Linked DNA regions of Gossypium hirsutum: region 1 is linked to region 2. The links are chromatin contacts, called in public Hi-C maps. All regions are on one chromosome and are shown on one strand. The core of a region is the stretch at or near the end of the contact, and the rest is flanking DNA. Distances in the headings are between cores, read along the strand shown.

What was found. A called contact is a pair of places that touch in the nucleus more often than the background predicts.
Region 1: a contact with region 2 is called in a Hi-C map of leaf, with 1.8 times the contacts expected there. The contact joins the promoter of LOC107948972 here to the promoter of LOC107948958 in region 2. A contact is called at or near these places in 7 of 34 Hi-C or Micro-C datasets (callus, hypocotyl and leaf).

The regions. Positions count from the first base shown.
Region 1 is chrA04:79,007,897-79,011,305 of Gossypium_hirsutum_v2.1, reverse strand. It overlaps LOC107948972 (probable uridine nucleosidase 2), which reads left to right and starts at 1,385. Exons shown (of 8, transcript XM_041111435.1): 1 at 1,385-1,606; 2 at 2,049-2,164; 3 at 2,269-2,328; 4 at 3,075-3,260; 5 at 3,351-3,409. The coding sequence starts at 1,549.
Region 2 is chrA04:78,812,624-78,816,392 of Gossypium_hirsutum_v2.1, reverse strand. LOC107948958 (probable protein phosphatase 2C 65) reads left to right here and starts at 1,774. Exons shown (of 4, transcript XM_016883638.2): 1 at 1,774-2,262; 2 at 2,932-3,216; 3 at 3,310-3,651; 4 at 3,735-3,769. The coding sequence starts at 2,014.

The DNA of each region.
Region 1 (3,409 bases), core at 136-2,635, 200 kb before region 2:
TCTCGATACTATTACTTGTAACGTGGGCTTAGCTGTTCTAAAATCTTTAATGATTGGTGAACCCACTAATCTATCTACAACTCCTTTACACTTCAAATATAGAATTTAAATGGATCAAATAGGAAATGATACTCCGAATCATAGAACTATAATAAAATATACAATCAACTAAAATTTATTAAATTTGAAAAAGAATAAAAAAAATGGTTCGATCCTCTTGTTTTAATTTCTCGCATGGATTAATTTATTAAGAAAAAATAAATTGTGATCTGAATTAGCAATTTAAGGTTTGATTTCGATTTAATATAACTACAGAATATAAAAAGATTTTAAAGCATTGAGTTTTCAACTAGTGATATTAGTGAAGCAATGCTTATTGGCTTCCACTTTGAAACGTCTTTCATATGCTATATTCATAAAACCAATATTTATGCCAATCCAGTTCATAAATAACTTCCATATACGTAGTCATAATCAATACACATTAAGATACTAAACTTCAGATAACCATAGTCGTATACACATGCACAATGACCAAATTTCTTTAGAAACTTTTCGAAAAAAAATAAAAAAAATAAATCTAGATTGATTATTATATACATTATCATATGTTTTTTTCTCTATTACTTAATTAGTAAAGTTCTAAACCCGAGTTTAAATTCAACTTGAGCTTAAACTCAATATTTATTCGAGTTATTTGAGCTTAAAATTCAAGTTTTCTGTGACTCAATTCTTTTTAAAAATCTAGATTTTTCAATAAAAATTAAGGGATTTTATTTGAAAAAACTTAAATTTTCTCTATTTACTAAAAAAACAAAATTAATTCTGAAAGAGGGAGAAAAAAAATTAAAAAGATAATATGATTTTTCCTTGTAAAAGCCCAAGAAAACAAACTAAAGTTAAATTTTTATCCAACTAAAGTTAATTTTAAAAAGGGAAAATAAAAAAGTTAAAAAGATAAAATGATAAAATGATTTTTCTCTATAAAATCCATGGTTTTCTCTTTTATTGAGAAAATTAAAATTAATTCTAAAAAATAAAATAATAAAAGAAATTAAAAAAATAAAATGAGTGATCAAAATGTAAATTTATTAAAGTTGTGTAACTAAAATGAATGTACAATAATATTTAATAATCGATGAGTGATCAAAATAAAAACCATTTTTAATGAAAGTGCCTAAAATGTTAATTTTTTCAGTACAAAACTTATAAGAGTTAAATGATCTACAATGTAGTTTATCCTTCTAAAACTAATTACTAATTTTGGAGATTGATATTGAAAATAGATTAAAATATAGGAATTAATTTCCCATCCAAGTAATGTTCAGAGAATTTGGCGGAAAAAAACAAAACAAAAATATATTTATCATATTATCAATGCCTACGGCTACAAGTTACTATGGATTGGAACCCAACTACCCCCAACTTTACCATGGTTTCAGGCTTAGCACAAATTTCCTAATCTCTTCTTTCCTTTCTCTTTCAATAATTTCAGTCTTCCACGGCCTGAGGTTACCACCTATCAGAGAAGAAAACTCCTAAACGCCAATGGCTTCAGCAGCAGGAGAACCGAAGAAGATCATCATAGACACTGATCCTGGCATTGGTAATCATGACCTATTACTCGATTCGAATTTGATCTTTTGCAATTTAAATTATCTTATCTGTTTATCTTTTTAGATCCCTAAATAGTCGCTCTGAATCTGTTTCTACTGTTGTTATACTGTATCCTTTCTCTCTTATTTTTCGAAAATTTCATAGAAAAGCTAGTAAAGCTCAAATAGGACTTCGCCTGAATAGAGAGTTTCAAACGAATTCTAGGCTACTCGACGTAATCGCAGTTCACATCAACGTTAACATTCTAGCAAATCTAAGCAAGAGATCATGTGTTCAAATATTGGAATTTTTTTACGTAAATCCATTCGATGCTCAGGTTTTTCCTAAGAATCAAGATAAATCGACAATATCTTTCGTTTTTGTTACTTTAAATGTTGCTCGAATGACTTGATGTCTATCTTTGTTCTTTGTGATTCAATCGGATGATGCAGATGATGCCATGGCGATATTTCTGGCTCTGAGGTCTCCTGAAGTGGAGGTCATCGGACTCACCACTATTTATGGCAATGTCTACACTACTTTGGCCACGAGGAATGCCTTACATTTGGTAACATATCGTTCTTTCTACTCTGATTTTTTATTCTTTCATGATTAGTTGGCATTGGTTTGAACTTTGATGTGGATTGCTTTGCTTGGCTGCTTGTCTCCTAGCTAGAGGTTGCAGACAGGACTGATATCCCTGTGGCGGAAGGATCACATGTTACCATCACTGTATGTACAGTTATCCTCAATGTCCCTACTCTCTCCAAATTTTTATCTTTGTCTTATTCACCTTCCATACCTCGCATTCCCCTAAAATTCTTAGTTGATTAATATTTTAGTCGTTAATCCATCAGCCTTGACCTTCTTTCTGTTTGAGTTGAACCTGGAAGCTAAGAGAACATGATATAAAATATTTATACTGTCTTTCCTTCTATTGGCTTGTTTTTTTGGAAATACATATTCCGGTTTAATACTGTCAACTACTATCTTAAACTGTCTATATAAACTATACAGGTCGAAGTTTTAACAGGGCCAATATTATATTGCAAGTGCTACCAATTTATATATTCCACGTTTTTATCTAACTTTTACAAATACTAAATTATCATCTTTAGGTTTCAAATTTTCTTAAACAAATATTGATAAAGAAAATCAAGTTTTAAAATGTTGTTGTTCAAAGGCGTAAGAGCAATTAGATTCATGGCTGGTATTGAAAGTGATTATGTTGTTTCTTTAGCTGTATACGCATAGGACATTAGGCTTTCTGAACTTGAATTTTAGTTTCTGCAGAAATGGATGTGTTATATTTTATGGTATTTTGATTATGGAAGACAGCTTGAATGATGGTGAATCACGAATGTCATTCAACTTTTGGATTTTGGACGCACATAAATGTGTGTATATTTATTAACAATGTTCAGTGACTTCTATGATAGTGTCATTCTAATTAAACTGACGATTAGTTTTGCACCCAGAAAGGTACAAAACTTCGTGTTGCTGATTTTGTCCATGGTGCTGATGGGCTTGGCAATCAAAATTTCCCTCCCCCGGAAGGAAAGCCTATTGACATGTCAGCTACTGATTTCCTTGTTGAGCAAGCAAACCTCTATCCTGGGAAGGTCACTGTGGTGGCATTGGGGCCCCTAACAAATATTGCACTGGTCCGATTCTTGATCGTTTCTACTATTGTGGCATACTTTTCTTTTTAAATGACATCTCTAATATTTCGTTTTAGATTCTATATTGAGCAGGCTATTCAACAAGATCCATCGTTTGTTAAAAACATTGGGCAGATTGTTCTTCTTGGTGG
Region 2 (3,769 bases), core at 525-3,024:
CCGACAACCGGCTCCGGGTTTCCAGGTAATTCCTCTTTTCTATTTTCTTCTATATATTTGTGTTAAAAAACTGATTTAAGAACAGAAATTAAAATAAAGAAACTGAAAGTAAAAAAACGAGAGAACGAGACTCAACCTTTTTTTGTTTGTTGTTTTTTTTTTTATTGCTTAATCGTGTATTACAATCTTTTTGTGTTTGTGGCTATATAGCCGAATACAAAAATCTATTGTTTGCTACTGTTTTGGCACTGCTTTTACTTTTTCCTTTCTTTGCCATGTTTGCAGGTCCATGGAGGGTCAACGGGGGTGAAAACCGGCCATTTTGGTGGAAGGAAGCAGCCATCGGGCATCGTGCGTGCCGAGGGCGCACATGGGAGGGGGGTACGGCGCAAGGGTGAGCTAGGGTTTTCATTTTCCTAAACATGAGTTTAGGTCTTGGGCTAACGGGCCTAATCTGTAAAGGGGTTAGTGGTTTAGGTTAATGGTTTATAATTGGGTTAAAACTTTTTGTAAGTGGACTGCTTATATTTTGGGTTTTTATTTAAACGGGCCGGGCAAAATTAGGCCCGTACAAAGATAATAACGTTTTTTTTATCTTATAAATTTAAATTGAATAGAATTAAGGGTAAACTATTAAAATAGTCATTTTTGTTTATCTCATGTTATATTTTAGTAATTTATATTTGAAATGTTATATTTTAGTCATTTACGTTAACGTATTGTAACATTTTAGTCATTGAGCCATTAATTGTCGTCAATGGTATAACGGTAAGTTAACGTGGCACGTCAAATTATCATTTCAAACAAAAAATTTAGGTTAAGCAATATAATTGGTCCCTCATTTTTTTTTTAGTAATTTAATTTATTTTTTTTATGTTTTTTAACTTTTTTTCATTATTTTCCATTCTCTTCTATTTCTCCCTTTTTCCTCTCTGTTTTCCACATAATTAATGCAAAGAAATTGGATTTAAAAAATGAGACATCTGCAAAGTTGTATCACTTAAATGATCTAATAATTAATTCAAAGAATTGGGATTTCAAACATAAGACTTCTACAAATTATGTCAAACAATCAACTATAGGTTACTTGTTATGTGTAACATTTAACCATATGATGGATTTAAGTGCTTGGTTGCACGAAAATCAATTGAGACAACTCTTGAAACTGTTATTAGAATACGGAGAAGGGAGAAGGGAGAAGGGAAGATAAAAAAGAAAATTAAAAGAACATAAAAGAGATGGAGAAGCAGAAGAGAATGAAAATAATAATAATAATAATAATAATAATAAAAGAATATAAAAGGAAAAAATAAATTGCGGAAATGAAAAAATCAAATCCAATCATACGAAGACTCCCTACTAACCGAAATTAAATGAAAAAAATAGGAAAAGAGATAGAGTCGAAGCAATTAAGGATAAAAGTGGTTAGGGTTTAACGAAAATAGCTCTTGAATGGAACATTCTAAACCTAGAAAATAGAAATTAAAAGAAAAGAAAAAAACCTGAACAAACAACAAACAGGCATGTCATGTACTCTACTGTGACATTACTGCCTGCATCACCCACTCTCCTCTCATCGTCCCTCTAAATATGCAGCACAAATATGAAAATAACAATCAATAAAATTAAAAATAGCTTACCCTTTTCTTAAAAAAAATAAAAATAATAACAACTGTGATATATATTTAGTAAAAATATTTTTTTTATTTTACAAATTAATTGATGTCATCATGTATGATAATTGTAAATCTTTTTTTTTCCCCAAATTGATGTCCAAAATAATCAATCAATGTATAGATGGACATCGTTACCATTACAAAATAACCAAATATCTCTAATCCCTCTGTGTCCCCTCCACCACCAACTATTTTTCCTTCTCCAATTTGGGGCCTTTGATTTTTACCTCCGGTTCCATAGCCTTGTTTTTTGTGGGTGCTGCACACATTTTTTTTTTGAAATTTTTTTTTAAGGAAAAAGGGGTATATTTCCTTGGATTTACACCCACACCAAACGATGGGTGCCTGCTGTTCTACGCAATTCAAGTACAAAGGTAGACGGTATGAAAAAGAAGGATCAGATGAAAAAGAGGATGAGGGGCACCATCGAGACCACAACATCAACAATGATGACAATAGCGCCAATGTTACCAGGATTGGACATGCGGGGGCTATTGTTAGATTGCAAGGCTCCTCCTCCTTGACCTCAATGTACACTCGCAAGGGCAAGAAGGGGATCAACCAGGACGCTATGACCGTTTGGGAGGTCAGTTCTTCATGGCTTAATGAATCATTTTTAATCTTATGGAATGTGATTAATTGTTGGATTTGGTGATCATCTGCTATGGCTACGTATGTTTTATGCAATAATCGCATGCCTTGTGTTTTTGTTGGTTCCTGTTATGTTAGAATGTTTTGTTCTTTCAATACAGGAGCGAACCCTGAACTTTATGTTAATCAACTTGAAACCGTACATTAAGTGCATTTATCATCTTTTCTTCAATCCCTCAATGTCTAATTTATGCCCTTACCTACTGATCATCCAAAGATTCAGTCTAATTATGTTTTAGTCCTTTTATTATGCTAGAATGTGTTAGCCAAATCATTATTGGATTTTCACATGACCTTGTGTGATCGAATAATAGCAAAAAATTCATATCACCACTTTAATGGTAATACCTACCCGTGTTAATAATTTGGATCTACTAATACCATTTATAAAAGCAAAGTGGCAAATTTATATCAAATCAAAAAAGAGGGATTAAATCTCAAATTTTGACATAGTTGAGGAACTAAAACTGTAATTGGACCCAAAACTTTAGATGCAGATCATCTTTATATCATGATAGTAGGTATGTTTTATTTATTTGGCGCTGCTTGAATTGGTGTTTTAATATTCCAAAAATAATGGAACTAAACAATTGAAAATATGCAGAACTTTACGGGGGAAAAGAATGTGTTCTTCTGCGGTGTATTTGACGGTCACGGTCCATCGGGTCACAAGGTTGCACGCCACGTATGCGATGCCTTGCCATTGAAGCTTTCGACAATGCATCAGCCTCGGCCCAGCGCTAAGAAGGAGGGCGACAAGGACAGCAGTCACAAGCATTGGGAGGCAAGTTTGATTAGAACTTTCCAAGAATTGGATGAAGATCTTAGCATGGAAGATTCCCTTGATAGTTACTGCAGTGGCACCACGGCCGTAACCATTGTTAAGCAGGTATATTCATTTGTTTACCATCAACCATAAATATATATATATATATGTGTGTGTGTGTGTGCGCGTGTATGATTATAATGAATGTTATTTCAGGACCAACACTTGATCATTTCGAACTTGGGGGATTCTCGAGCGATTCTTGGCACCAGGGACAACAAAAACCAAATCATTCCGGTCCAACTCACAGTCGATTTGAAACCTAGTTTACCGAGTGAATCGGAAAGAATCCAGAAGAACGGTGGCAGAGTATTCGCAATGGAAGAAGAACCGAATGTACCGAGAGTGTGGATGCCCGGCCAAGATTGCCCCGGTCTAGCTATGTCGAGAGCTTTCGGGGATTTCTGCCTCAAGGATCATGGACTTATCTCTACACCTCAAGTTTCTTATAGAAGGCTTACTCCCAAAGATGAATTTGTAGTGTTGGCAACTGATGGGGTAAGTTATAACATAGAGGGACGCAAATCATAATTGAACCAATTTTGACACAGCATAATAGTACCATTTTAAAATTGGTGCAGGTGTGGGATGTGCTTTCAAACAACGAGGTGGTACA